Linked DNA regions of Mus musculus: region 2 is linked to region 1. Evidence: chromatin contacts called from public Hi-C data. All regions are on one chromosome and are shown on one strand. Each heading gives the region's core, a stretch centred on a gene start, on an enhancer-like site or on the middle of the called end of the contact. The rest is flanking DNA. Distances are from core to core; before and after follow the strand shown. Region 1 holds the start of Fam98c (family with sequence similarity 98, member C). Region 2 holds the start of Lin37 (lin-37 homolog (C. elegans)).

Evidence for each region. A called contact is a pair of places that touch in the nucleus more often than the background predicts.
Region 2: a contact with region 1 is called in a Hi-C map of B cells, with 6 read pairs. The contact joins the promoter of Lin37 here to the promoter of Fam98c in region 1. A contact is called at or near these places in 1 of 39 promoter capture datasets (pre-B cells), 1 of 484 Hi-C or Micro-C datasets (B cells), 1 of 115 datasets of contacts at active chromatin or transcription factors (pancreatic cancer cells) and 1 of 9 other capture datasets (liver).

What each region holds. Positions count from the first base shown.
Region 1 is chr7:29,152,542-29,159,117 of GRCm38.p6, forward strand. It overlaps Fam98c (family with sequence similarity 98, member C), which reads right to left and starts at 3,669. Exons shown (of 8, transcript NM_001146023.1): 1 at 3,589-3,669; 2 at 3,344-3,489; 3 at 3,134-3,268; 4 at 2,611-2,816; 5 at 2,075-2,152; 6 at 1,878-1,994; 7 at 781-948; 8 at 1-306. The coding sequence starts at 3,629. The coding sequence ends at 163. Rasgrp4 (RAS guanyl releasing protein 4) reads left to right here. Exons shown (of 17, transcript NM_145149.4): 17 at 1-1,420. Spred3 (sprouty-related EVH1 domain containing 3) reads right to left here. Exons shown (of 6, transcript NM_182927.3): 6 at 6,288-6,576.
Region 2 is chr7:30,554,427-30,561,629 of GRCm38.p6, forward strand. It overlaps Lin37 (lin-37 homolog (C. elegans)), which reads right to left and starts at 5,220. Exons shown (of 9, transcript NM_029377.2): 1 at 5,016-5,220; 2 at 3,457-3,532; 3 at 3,200-3,250; 4 at 2,839-2,868; 5 at 2,674-2,759; 6 at 2,432-2,598; 7 at 1,423-1,563; 8 at 1,262-1,335; 9 at 1,015-1,182. The coding sequence starts at 5,049. The coding sequence ends at 1,101. It overlaps Hspb6 (heat shock protein, alpha-crystallin-related, B6), which reads left to right. Exons shown (of 3, transcript NM_001012401.3): 3 at 43-1,017. The coding sequence ends at 210.

The DNA of each region.
Region 1 (6,576 bases), core at 2,419-4,918:
ACAACACGGTTCATAGTGTTGAGTGGCGGCTGGGTGTAGGGCATTTAGGGCCTCTAGAATAGGGAAGGCCAGGCTTGCCGAGGATAACCCCTCAGTGCCTCCTGAAGGAGTGCCAGCAGCATCAGCGCCTGGCAGAATCTGCAACCGTCCCTCAAAGGCCCTTCACTTCTTCTTCTTTCTGCGGCCCCAGCGCTGTTGGCCAGCCTTCCCCCTTCCTCCATCTTCTCGTCGGCTCTTCCAAGTAGGCATGGGAGCTTCCAGCTCACTGGGGCGCCCCCCACGGTCTGGCACATCACCCATAAGCACCTAAGAGTTGATAAGACTTGAGTTTCAGTAGGAGGTAAAGAGAGCTGGGGGTGCTGGTGTCCCCCAGCATCCTATCACTTGGGAAATGGAAGAGTTTATACCCAGCCTTTGGCTACATAATGAGTTGGAGGCTAGCCTGGGCTACCTAGGACTCTATATCTCAAAGGGGGGGGGCGGGGAGGAAGGTGTGACGGTGGTACATACTTTTAATCTTGGCACTCAGGAGGCAGTGGCAGGAGGATCTCTGAGTTAAGAGGCCACCCTGGTCTACAGAGTTCCAGGACAGTAAAAGCTACACAGGGAAGCCCTGTCTCAGAAAAAAAAATCTTTCTAGCTGACATGCAGAGTAGGTAGTATGAATTCAGTTGAGTCCAGAGGCCAGGAACCAAGGAGAACACTGAACCAGGGAAACCCCCAAAAGACCAATCTAAAAGCCAAGGATGCCCAGACTCTCCCCGCCCCAGGTGTGCCCACCTTGTTGATTGCACAACTGGTCCCTCGTCGGGCAGCCACACTGGTAGCTGGGACCAGGCGGGAAAGGTCAGCTCGGGCAGCCAGAACATGTGCGATAGAGACATCAGATTCTGGAGTCAGAAGCCCTCGGATTGGGGACAGCACCGCCTTCATGACCTCTCCGTGGGCCTAGAGCAGGAGAAGGGCATACACGGAGAAGATGCCCAAGAGCTCATCCCTACTCAGGGCCTCCGTGTGCTTTGGAGGGAGTGGGTGCTTCTCCAAGGTGCATGTGCTGTGGTGGAGAGCTGGATGCGAGTAACCCTGGAGTCTCAGCACTAGGGAAGAGGGAGGGTCAGGAGGGACTGTCAAGATCAGCCTCAGCTACCTCGCAAGTTGAAGCAGAAACAAAATCTCAGAAGGGGTTGACCATGTGAGAACTAGAGCCTGGCCGACAATCACGGGGTACCACCATCGGAGGGATTCCTGCAAGTCCTATTGTGTTATGGTGACATGGGATGGGACATTGGCCAGCACCTGTCCAAGGCTACATGTTTCAGCCTCCAAAACCATAAGCCAAAAGGAACTTGTTTTTCCTGAAAAAAACTCTGGGTTTCTGGTATTTTCTGTCATGGCTACACAAAAACAGTTTTAAAAAAAATAGCCTTATTGTCTATTTTGTTACATACGGTAAATAGTTCTGAGGACACTCCCAGCTGAGAGCTGGGATTTCTAGAATGCCCTTGAGGCCCTGGGAGTCTAGAAGTCTTAAACCCTGTAAGATTGTGAAGTGTGGTTTGGAGAGATGGCTTGACCTTAAGGGAACGTACTGCTCTTATAGGAGACCTGGGATCAGTCCCCTGTACCCACATGGTGGTATACATTATAGCTCCAGTTCCAAGGGATCCATCACCCCCTGCTGGCCTCTGTGGATACTGCACACACATGATGTGCACACACATACAGGTAAGACACATAAAATGAAAAGTGCAATCTTAAGATTCTAAAGTGGCCTGGGCCCCAGGATCCCCAAGAGTATATATTCTTCGCCCTCGACCCCCTTCCCTGCAGCCGAGCTCCTCTGGCGGGCCTGCTTATTCTTGTTATGGTCCCCACACCTCTGCCCGGTCACCCCAGTGGAAAGCAGATGTTGTGAGGTCAAGGCGCTTCAGGAGGAGGCAGCGGCGGCAGCAGTACTGCTCTGTCAGGCTTTGGGACAGAGACTCCAGGGCTTCCTGGAAGGAAAGGTCTTGGTCATGCCCAGGGTCCCGTCTCTGGGTAGATACTGTTCACAGCCATCTGCACATGTTCTCACCCATCGGGATGCATCCAGCTGCGAGTTAAGGAGGGGCTTCATGGACTCCGGGGGCAGGGACGGCAGCAGCTCAGAGATCTGGTGGGAGAATCATTAGAAGCCAGTGAGACACAAACAGGATGGACCTTCTCAGGGGCTCTAGTTTCCCTCAACCCTGTGAACCTGGGTCTCAGAAGTGTTAACGACTTTTGCCAACTTGACAATTGCTATTGGATATAGGCGTGCCCAGCCCACTCTGGGCCTGGGCTGTATAAGAGGTAGCTGAACAAGCCGGGAGGCATGTGCTAGTAAACGGTTGTCCTCCATGGCTGGCTTGAGGCTTGGGTTCCTGCCTCAGTTTCCTTCAACGGTGGGCTGTAACTTGTGAAGGGAAACAAACGGTTTCCTCCCCTAAGCTGGCTTTGGTCAGTGTTTTATCACAGCAAAAAGCAAATTAGAACGAATGGCCACTGTCGATGGGTCATCCTTTTTAGAGCTGGTTTTGAAAACAGGCTCCTTTCCACAAGTAAGGTACCTCAGGAGGAGACTCTCTCTACCTTGTCATGAAACTCCCGAAGTAGCTGGCTAGCCAGGGTTCCACGCAGGGGTCTGGGGAGCCCCAGGGCTTGAAGAGTTAGCGTCAGTTCCTGAACAACGCCATTCGCCTTCTTTGTCCCTTCTCCAAAGGATGGCACAGGGCTAGAATCCCGCTGGAGCCTTAGATGCAAGAGGCGGGCAGCCTGGAGCTCAGAGCAAAGAAACCCTAAAAAGAGGAGTAGATCCCTACCCAACCAGAACCTTGGCCCTTCCCCCAGAGTAAGCCTCACCCACCGACAATGGGGGATGTGGGTCCACTTCAGAACCACCCAACTGGCGTTTAACTCAACGCATTAAAGTTTTCAGAGGCCTCTGTCAGAATTCAAGCCAAGCCTTAATTAACCCTAGCCTATCTACCTGCGGCCTTCAAGCTCGCCGCAAAGCTTTGGCCACACCCACGGGAGTCCAGTCTGAGCGTCAGAGCCCGCCCCATTCAGAGGCCCCGCCCACCGCCACCACCCTGGGCCTTCCAAGCTCGCTCACGCAGCAGACGCAGGCCGCCGCCGGGCTCCCGCAGCACGGTGGCGCAGTCTCCGCCGCAGAGCGCGCGATCCGGGCAGTGCAACGCCCGCAGCCAGCCGGCCAACTGCCGCAGGAACTCTTCCTCTGTGTCCGGGCCTGCGGGAGGAAGAAGCCATCAGGAAGCAGCGGGTTCCGCGGCTCTACCCGCCGTCCACCCAGCTTCTCACGCACCGTGGCCGGCGCCCAGCACTGCGGTGCCCTCCTCTCGCCGCTCCAGAGCTCCCAGAGCCGTCAGCTCGGCCGCCAGCCGCGCGCACAGCGCCCTGAAGTCTGCACACGCGGGACCCCGAGACGCCCCCTCCGGGAGGGCATCGTACCTGCGGCGGGGCACGCGTCAGTGCGAGTCCCTCTGCGTCCGCGTCCCCAGGCGAGTGCGCCCTTCCCGTACCCCCAGGCCACACCACCGAATCTTTTACCCCAGTGTCAGAAGGTCACCCGCTACCATGGCCCCATCCATGGCAACTCCGTCTGCGGACCCGGTGCGCGCGCCCCCTTCCGCCAGGGAAAGGCTCCGCCCCCTCTTCCCTCCGCCTCCTCTCTCCCGCTGCTATCCAACCATATTCTCGTGCGAAGGCGCTTCCACGCTCCTATTGGCTTGGTCGCGCGCCACGCGCACCCTTCAGGTAACTTGTCCAGTGTAAATTTTATAGCTTGAGGTTTGGATCTACGAGGTCGCAGGAGGCTCGGGTGTCCCTACTGTCCGACTCTCAAGAAAAAAAAAAAAAAAAAAAAGCAAAAAGCAACTTATTTAACTTTTATACTTTTGGAGGCAGGGTCTCGATTTATACATTTATGTAGCTCAGGCTGGCTTCTTAGTCCTGCTTCCTCCTTCTGTTTGCTGGTTGACAGGCGTGTGACACGCCCAGCTGCCCTTTGTTCTTAGTGCACCCCAGACCGAAAGTCCCATCCGACTTGTTTTTCTTCCACTTTAGGATTAGATTTTCAGCACGTCTTCACATCCACTCTCCCACCTCAGCCAGACCCTCCTTCCACCTCACAGTGGGTCCAGTGTTAGCCAGACTCTCTGCCTCTGTAGGCCTTCGAAAGAAAAAGCAGATGCCATTGAGAAACTCCATCCTAAGGGGGAGGCAAGCCGATGGGACTGGGGTTGACTCCATTTGCCAGCTAATGTTTCTGCCAAACTGGTTTTTTCCATCTATGCGATTGGGATCCAAGGGCAATAAAGTATATGTTTTATGTGCCTGAATGTCGTGTGTGTGTATGTGTGTGTGTGTGTGTGTGTGTGTGTGTGTGCGTGTGCATGTGTGTGCGCGTACCTTGTGCCCACAGAAGTCAGAAGGCTTACAATCTCCTGCAACTGGACTTCCAGGACTTCCAGGTGGTCGTGAAGTCTTGTGTGGGTGCTGGGAACCAAACCCAAGTCTTCTGCTAGAACAAGTGCTCCTAACCACTGAGCCATCTCTCCAGCCATTAATATATTAAATGGAATCTGGCCTCACTAAGACCCTCCTATCTTAGCCCCCCAAGATCTGGGACTATAGGTTTGTGTCACACCCAATGTTTCAAGCACTCATTTTTTTTTTTTTTTAAGATTTATTTATTGTTATATGTAAGTACACTGTAGCTGTCTTCAGACGTACCAGAAGAGGGCATCAGATCTCATTACGGATGGTTGTGAGCCACCATGTGGTTGCTGGGATTTGAACTGAGGACCTTCAGAAGAGCAGTTGGTGCTCTTACCCACTGAGCCATCTCGACAGCCCCCTCAAGCACTCATTCTTAAAAGTGTGAGGATTATGGTCCATATGTTAAGGTGCATCCTTAGTTAATAACAAGTAAAGCCGGGCGTAGTGGCGCACGAATTTGATCCCAGCACTCAGGAGGCAGAGGCAGGCGGATTTCTGAGTTCGAGGCCAGCCTGATGTACAGAGTGAGTTCCAGGACAGCCAGGGCTACACAGAGAAACCCTGTCCAAAAACAAAAATCCAAGAAGTCGGGGAACTGGACTTGCTGCTCTCTCAAAAGCTGGCTCCCAGCACTGACCTCTGGGGGTTCGTAAGCACCCGAGGATCCACCATGCTCTTTGGCCTCTTTGGGCATCCCTGCAAACACACATGTACATAAATACAAAATAATGTTTCAAAACCAGATCTGGTGACTTAGACATGTGTCCTCATAGGAAGATCACCACAAGTTCCATGTATGTGGCCCACAAGCACCAGAAACTCCAGGTCACATGCATGGAGCCACATATAATTTTAAAATATTAAAAACAAAACAAAATCCTTGGGCTAATAACCTTTACTCCTTCTTTGGTGTTGGGCCTTACCTCAAGCTCTTGCCCATGCTAAGCATGTGTTCCACCACTGAGCAACATTTTCAGCCTTCTGTCAAACTCCATGTGTAAACCTAGGAGCTCTGGTTGGAGAGAGAGCTAAGCAAGAGAGTACTTACGGAGCATCTGGGTTTCGGTTCCCAGCAACCACATGGCTCAGTTCTAGGGAGCCCGATACCAAGGAGCCAGGTGGTGCATACACATACCTATGGGCAAGCGAGCACATTTCTTTTCAATTATGGAGTCTTTCCAAACATCCATTAACCTCCCTCTTCCCTCTCACAGACACTACCTGCAGCTCCACAGGGACGACCCCAGGAGTCTTCCTCACACAGCGATAGCCTTTGAAAATGCAAATCAATACTTGGGAGCCTTCTTATGGTCCCATCTCACTCATTGGGGTAACAAAGTGTCACTCAAAGCCTCTCCACCCTCCCCTCCCAGGATCCACCTTGCTTAACTCCATTCCATTGGGGTAACAAAATGTCACTCAAAGCCTCTCCACCCTCCTCTCCCAGGATCCACCTTGCTTAAATCCATTCCCAACTTACCAGCCCAATTCCTACTTTAATGGCTAGTGCTGGTTGGCCCCTGCGCACACCCACTGAACCCCCTCCCCTCCCGTTGTTCACTGTGTCGCTGCCAGTCACAATGGGGCTTGACACATTAGGGGCTTAGTAAATGTACTTGACTGGACATATAAACCAGCCAGATGACCAGCTCAGGACTGCAGAATGTAGAGGGACGAGAAGTAAAGACAAGCCCTTCGGGTAAACAAGGGGACAGGGCGCACCAACACGAATAAAGACCAGGCGGAGACACAGTCACAGACATTTCTTGGAGCAGATCTCAAGTCCCCTCCCTCCCCCAATGACAAGGCTGGGTCTTTGGCCCCCATCCTCCCTCCACATCAGCCTGCCCTGACACTAACAAGGTTACAGACTGGCTTGGAATCAAGATCAGGAAGAGAAATGTTGGCGGACCTCCCCCAAGGTCTGGGGGGCAAGCAGCTGGAAAATTGGGCTCGGGAGCTCTAGGATCTGAGGTCTTCCTGGCTCCCAGGGTTCAGTCCTCCATGCACCCCAGATATGGGGGCAATGAAAGGTAA
Region 2 (7,203 bases), core at 3,970-6,469, 1.4 Mb after region 1:
GTAGGAGTCTCAAGCCCATCTCTCCCTGTACCCCACCCTCAGGATGAACACGGATTCATTGCTCGAGAGTTCCACCGCCGATACCGCCTGCCTCCTGGTGTGGACCCTGCTGCTGTGACCTCAGCACTGTCTCCTGAGGGTGTCCTGTCCATCCAGGCCACACCAGCGTCGGCCCAGGCCCAACTTCCGTCACCACCTGCTGCCAAGTAGGGGTCCCAGCTGCACAGGACCGAACCCAGGAAGCCTCTTTAGGCTCTCTTTTAAAAGCCGATCTGACTCCACTGCCCAGCCAGATGTCCCAATCGCCGTCAAGACAGCCTTTCCCAACCACACCTAGATGTCCTTCGGAGACCTTTCCACCCCTAAGCCTACCTGAGCCCTAGTAACCTAGACAGCCTCCCTAAGCCCTCTCCCAGCTTTCCGGCCCGACCCAGGACACCTCTCTAGGGACGCTACTGTCACCCCTCAGTCAAGGCTCCCATCAAATTGACCCCACTTTGGGCTTCTATCACCACGCAGGCCTCCTACCGCACTTGTAACCTGTGTAGAATACCCCAAGGTGACACCAGAGTACAGTGTAGTCACCTAATTCTCCACATGGAGAAACTGCATGGGCTTTCCACATCAGAACATCCAAGCCTAGTCCACCAGTCCTACCCACTAGTCCTGTTCTTGTAACATAATGCTCCTCTGCCCAGCCCACTTTCAGACTTAAAACTCCAGGCACCTAAATTCTTGAATACTATTCTGACTTCCAATTCTTGGGAAAACTATTCCCAACTAACCAGGAACCCCAAACTCAAACTGTATGGACACTTCAACTTCTCCAGATGTGCTAGGCCAATGAACAAGAACCCTTGAGTTCCTCTGTCCTGGCTGCCCATCTGCAGCCAGATGTCTTAGGGAGCCTCCTTCACATCTGCCATTCTCTAAGGTCACACCTTCACTGCCAACATTTCCCATCTCCGCAGGCCTTCCTACCATCAGTCCCCAATAAATGCACTTGAGATTTGTCAACTGCCTTATGTCTGGGCCAGGAACGATGGCCTGGCCAGTGTGGGTTGGGGGGCACATTTATTGGGGTGGGGTTCCTGGGAAGGTCACTGCCGGTCATACATCTCCCGTAGGATCTTCATACTTTCTGAGTAGCGAAGCTGGTTCCGATGAGATGCCTCCTTCCACCTAGGAAGGCAGAGGGAGGATTTAGCAACTGCTACAGAGGACACTGGGACAAGCAGCAAGTGAGGCAGGCCACACTCACCTCTGGCGTATGCGTTTCCAACGTTGCATGTTGCGATAGATAAGTGTGGAAGGAGAAGGTTCAGGCTCGGAAGGCTGCATGGACAGAGAGGCTCAGCTGGGTGACTGTGTCCTAGCCCTCCCAACATGCCCTGAAGCTCCAGGCCAGCCTTGGATACCTACTTCATCATCGGGGGTACCCTCGGTCTCAGGCTGCAGTGGGGATGGAATTCTGGATCTACAGGCATCTCCAAGTGGTCCAGGAGCTGTGGGTGGAGGCAGCTTGTACACATCACGGTTTTTGCTGTTGATGACCTCTGAACCCTGGGGAGACAAAGCCCCAGACGAGACCCAAGAGTCAGAGCAGAGGGTTGAAAGTACATGTCGCTGGGTGTGGTGGCGCATGCCTTTAATCCCAGCACTCGAGAGGCAGAGGCAGGTGGATTTCTGAGTTCGAGGCCAGCCTGGTCTACAAAGTGAGTTCCAGGACAGCCAGGGCTATACAGAGAAACCCTGTCTTGAAAAATCCAAAAAAAGAAAAAAAGAAAAAGAAAGTACGTGTCATCGCTCCTACCTTTCCCAGCAAGACAGACATGAGGGGTCTATCCAGAAACCTGTACTTGGAGAAGTCACAGTAGAAGGGACATGCCTTTATCAGCTAGAAGATAGTCGTCCTGTTCTAGGGACCGTGTCTCCTTGTCAGCCGGAGAACCCTTGTCTACCTCTGCCAAGCCCAGGGAATTCCATCTCTATCTGTCAGCCCAGGGGCAGAGGGTGGTCAAGATGCTCTCTTTACGCAGTTGTCTAGGGCAGGTGTCATGTCTACTTTTATCTTGAGAGCCCCAAGAATCAAAGTCATGTATCTGTCCCAGGAATCCATGTCTACCCTTTCAGGCCAGATGATTTTCAAACCTGTTACCCTCCGCCCAGCCCGTAAGGTCCACATGTGCTCACCAAGGCCCCATCTGGTAGCCACATCTGTTTGCACTTAAGATCCCTGTTCCCTAGGAAGCCATATCTATGTGGCCTAGGGACCTCTGTCCATAATCCTAAGAGCAAATAGCTATCTGTCCTACCCGATTCTCTATTCATTGAGGGGGGCCCAGGCATTAAAGCTATCTACCACTCATGGGGGAGTTGTTGACTTATCCACCCACTCTTCAATCTGGCCTCCTGATTGAACTCATCCTACCTCTCCATCCTCGGGCAGAGGAGGCAGCGGTGAGCCGGGTGAGCGCTCGCGCTCTCGCACTGTGGGGCTGTTGCGCATCCAGGCGCGGCAGATGGGGTACAGTGGTGTGTTCTCACTGAACTGGGCCAAGTCCACACTCCGGTCAAATAGCTTGATCACATACGTATCTGGGGTGGTAAGGTAGGCGATAAGTGTGTAGTTCCTGGCTCCACACCCACCCTCTCAGTCCCCTGCCTACTCACTGGATCTCTGAGGACCCCCCTCAGCGAGCCCATCGTCCATCTCCCTCCTCTTCTTCCTCCGCTGGTGGGGGAAGCGGGCAGATGGCCTGTGTGGTTAAGGTGAGTGTCAGGCCCGGAGCTGGGGACTGGGAACCTTTTAGTGAGCTGGGGTCCCAGCCACCTTACCTTTTGCCTGTGGCAGCAATGGAACAATCCCTGCAGGGAGAGACATGGTGTCAGGAGGCTTTAATAAACAGCTGCTCAACGCTGCCCCCCAAGGTGGAAGTGACGTAGTTCAGGAACAGAGCATTTGCCTAGCATGGGCAAAAGCCCTGGGGTTCTATCGCTAGCTCTAAAAACAAACAAAAATTAACATCCTGGGGATTATTGGTACTCCTTGGGCCTTGTATCCCACCAATACCCTCCTCTAAGGTGTTAGCCACTTATACAACAGGTATCTTTGTCTATGCAAGATGGTTAGGACTCAGCAGAGAGAAAAGCTACCTAACCCAAACTCTCAGGTCTAAATCCCATCAAAGTCCCTTACTTGTTGTGCGTATCCAAGGGGGTTTTCCCAGCTTCTTCATCCAGGCGTTCCCTGGGAACAAAAAAAACACTACTGGCTTAGGGTACCAAGGACCCAGAGTGTGATGCTATTAATTAGTCTTCCCATGAAACATCCCATGGGGCACTTTTCACCCTAGGCAGCCCCTCCAGCCTCCCATCCACATCCCCCCTCCAACAATCAGAGTCAGTCCAAACAGCTCCCACCCTGTGGTTCCCCAGGCTGGACCAGGTTCCAACCTGTCCATGTGACTCTTCTCCAGCAGACACTGAAGAACGGCATCCAGCTGGTTCCGGGCTTTGGCCATCTCCATCTCTGAGGGTAGAAGGTAGGAATCAGCTCTGTGTGCGCCTCCCACATTCGCCGTGGGAGGCGATCCTACGTCCTGTCTGGTCCAGTTACTTGGAAAGCAGCTTTAGTGCCACTCAGTGGAGAGACCAACTAAAGACAGAACCAGGGTGACAGAGCCTTAGGCGGGGCCAAGGGCACAGCTGCTACCACTGCTCTTTCTCTCCAACACCTACTCAGGAATCTAGGATCTGGACACCTTCCATGGACAGCCCTTAGGGTATTCCCACTGAGGTCTCCTCGAAACCCACTCCACTCCCTGGATTCTCCCATGAGGCGTGACTAGCTGGCCCACAGGCTCCTGACTCGCTGTGGGCACTCCTTTCCCAGCCCCAGTCTCAGCTCACTTGGCTTGTGGGAGTCTGTCAATATATCCCCTCCCTACCTCGCCTTTTCCTCCCACCCAGCGCCTAGCCTCTGTCATCTTTTCTGATCCACCTCCTTTTATAATGCAGACAAAAGAACCTTCCTAAAAGAAAGCCAAGCCTACTGGGCATAATAGCATATGTCTGCTATCCCAGCACTCTGGAGGCTGAGGTAGGAGGATCAAGAGTTTCAAGGTCAGCCTCAGCAATGAAAGATCCTCTCTCAAACAATAAGCAAAAGAAAGAAAAAATACAAAGACAGACAGACAACACAACGTGGCTTTGATCTTCTCCAGCACAGAACCCTCAAGGAGTCTTCAATCCTGACTCCAGAAAATGGGGTCTGTACTCAGTCTGGCGTTTCCAAACCCACCCTTGTCCTACCTGCATAGTTGTAGTGAGGCTCCCTCCACTATATATATTTCTCTCCTCCCACCCCCAGTTCTTCACTATATAGCCTTGGGTTGGCATGTTGTTTGCTAAGTAGGTCAAACTGGCCTTGACTTCAGAGATCCGTTTGTCTCTGTTCTCCATGCCCTGGGAATAAAGGCAGCTGCCAACACGAACAGCCCTCTCTCCACTCACTGCATCTCTGAGGATGTCCACTCAAGCTTTGTTGTTGTTGTTTGTTTGTTTTTTTGCACTTTGGGGTGTACCTTTACCAACTCACTCCTTCTTCAAAAACCTCCCTAGACTACCCACTTCCCTCAAAGGAAAAGTCGAAAGTCCCTTCCCAGAACCCACAGATCTGTCCTCCTCCCCTCCCATCTCTCTGCCTCCGTTTCCTCACGGCTGCAGTCGCCCTAGCTGCTCTGCTGCCCGCTTCCTTCCTACACCCTGCCACTCCTCCCACCTTGTCTATTTATCACCCTACACCCTAGCGTTATTGGAATGCACAGCCAGTGAGGATTGATTCAGGGACACTCCACAATTGATGACTCATGCCCACTGTCAGAAATGGGGAAAGTGAGGTAGAAAAAGAAAAGGACCCTTTTTAGAGGATCCTGTCATATGGGCTGCAGAGAGATGTCGCGTACTCCGCTTTTTCACTATTAACATATCTCTCCTGGATCCCCAGTCCTCACCTGATTTCTCCACTTTCACCTTTACCGGGAACATGATTTGGGTGCAGGTCTAATGCGCTGGATCAGAAAAACTTGGAGGAGGTGTGGTTCAAAAGCTAGGCGGAAGGCGGGCAGGGAAAGGTCAAAGGTAAGTCTGGGCACCACTGGTCCTCGGGCCTGAGCACTGTCCAGCCGCGACTGCCTTGGCGGCCACTTCCCTTCTTCCCCTTCTGTAGGCGGGACCCTTTGGCAACTGCTTTTTCCCACTAGTTGATGAAAACGTCAATTTCATTTGCTGGCCAATTGACAGCCTGTACTATTGGCTCCCAGCCTTAGGCTCCACCTTCCCGAGGCCCTGTATCCGGAAACAAACCAACGACAAGCCAGGCACCTGGGGGGCGGAGGTGGGGGTTGTGATTCAAACTTCCGAGGCTCAAGACGGAGGTAATGCGCCTGCGCCGCAAGGAGCACTATGGGAAGCAAAGACTCAGACATCCCAAGGCTTTTCGGGATTTGTAGTGTTATATTTTAGTATTGCCACTAAACCTATTTCCAGCTCCTAAGTAACTATCATAGTCACTGACATCCTTCACAGGAAGATCATTCTGGAGACGGACTGGATCCTTTCTGACAGAGAGCTCGCTAGGTGTATTTCTCAGCTAACTCTCTTTCATTTAAATACTAAAAGCGCTGGGTACTCATCCACATAGTGAGGACGCTTTAACGAGCAAAACAGGCAAAAATCCTTGCTGAGAATGTGTCTTATCGTGTAGAGGATAGACGATAGTCAATAAACAAGCCAAAAATTCTAAGTGAAATGTAATGGGAACACACAAATATGTAAAAATACTCAATAGGGAACATCAAAGTGGGGACTGAGACTTTATCATTATTTATTTATTGCCTCACTCTGGCTCAGTCTAGCCTGAAGCTCATTATGTATGTGACCCAAGCTGTCTCTGAACTCCCGGAAGGCCTCCTGCCTCAGCCTCCCCAGTGTGTGATTAACACAACAACCTGTTGGGTATATGCTTTTCTTAACTTATTGGGGGGTGGGGCACACCTGTAGCAGTCAGATCACTTACAGGATTTGAGGATCAAACGCAGGTCATGACTGGCAGCAAGTGTCCCTACCATTGAGTTATCTCACTAGACTCTTTGCTGAAATTATGTTGACACAGGGTATCACTACAAACCCCAGCTGGCCTGGAAGTCACAGAAATCCACCATGCCTCTGCTTCCCAAGTGCTGTGGTTTCAGACATAAGCCACCAAAATCATGAAATATTTATTTATTTATTTTTGAGACAGGGTTTCTCTGTGTAGCCCTGGCTGTCCTGGAACTCACTTTGTAGACCAGGCTGGCCTCGAACTCAGAAATCTGCCTGCCTCTGCCTCCCAAGTGCTGGGATAAAAGACGTGCACCACCACTGACTGGCCATGAAATTTTAAATGAGAAGATCAAGATGCCAGAGAAAGGGCTTGCTCACTTGTTGAGCGCAGTAGTTAAGGGGATTCACATGGTGTCTAACAACCATGTATAATTGCAGTTCTAGAGGATGCTGATGTCCTCTTCTGGTTCCCATGGGCACTACATAAAAGTACACACACACACACACACAAAACTAAATCAAGAATAAAGAATAGGCTGGGTGGTGGCGGCGCACGCCTTTAATCCCAGCACTCGGGAGGCAGAGGCAGGTGGATTTCTGAGTTCGAGGCCAGCCTGGTCTACAGAGTGAGTTCCAGGATGGCGAGGGCTACACAGAGAAACCCTGTCTCGAAAAACCAAAAAAAAAAAAAAAAAAACAAACAAAACAACAACAACAAGAATAAAGAATAGGAAAGTCAAGGAAGCTGTCCTAAGGAAGCTCCTGGATAAGACACCTCCCTTAGAGGGAGAAATGTGAATTCTTCCTTGGCAGAGACTACCAAAGCCTAGAACAAGAAAGTGATTTTCTTGCTTGGTTTGTCAGGCTAGGAATGTTAACAGAGTGCACTGCCAGTAAACTACTGCTCCAGTTCAGAAAGTTGTGTTTTTAAATCCACAACTACCCGGCTGGAGAGGTGGCTCAGCGGGTAAGAGCACTGACTGCTCTTCTACGGGTCCTGAGTTCAAATCCCAGCCACCACATGGTGGCTGACACCCAGATGCCCTCTTCTGGAGTCTCTGAAGAGAGCACTGGTGTCCTCATATACATAAAGTAAAT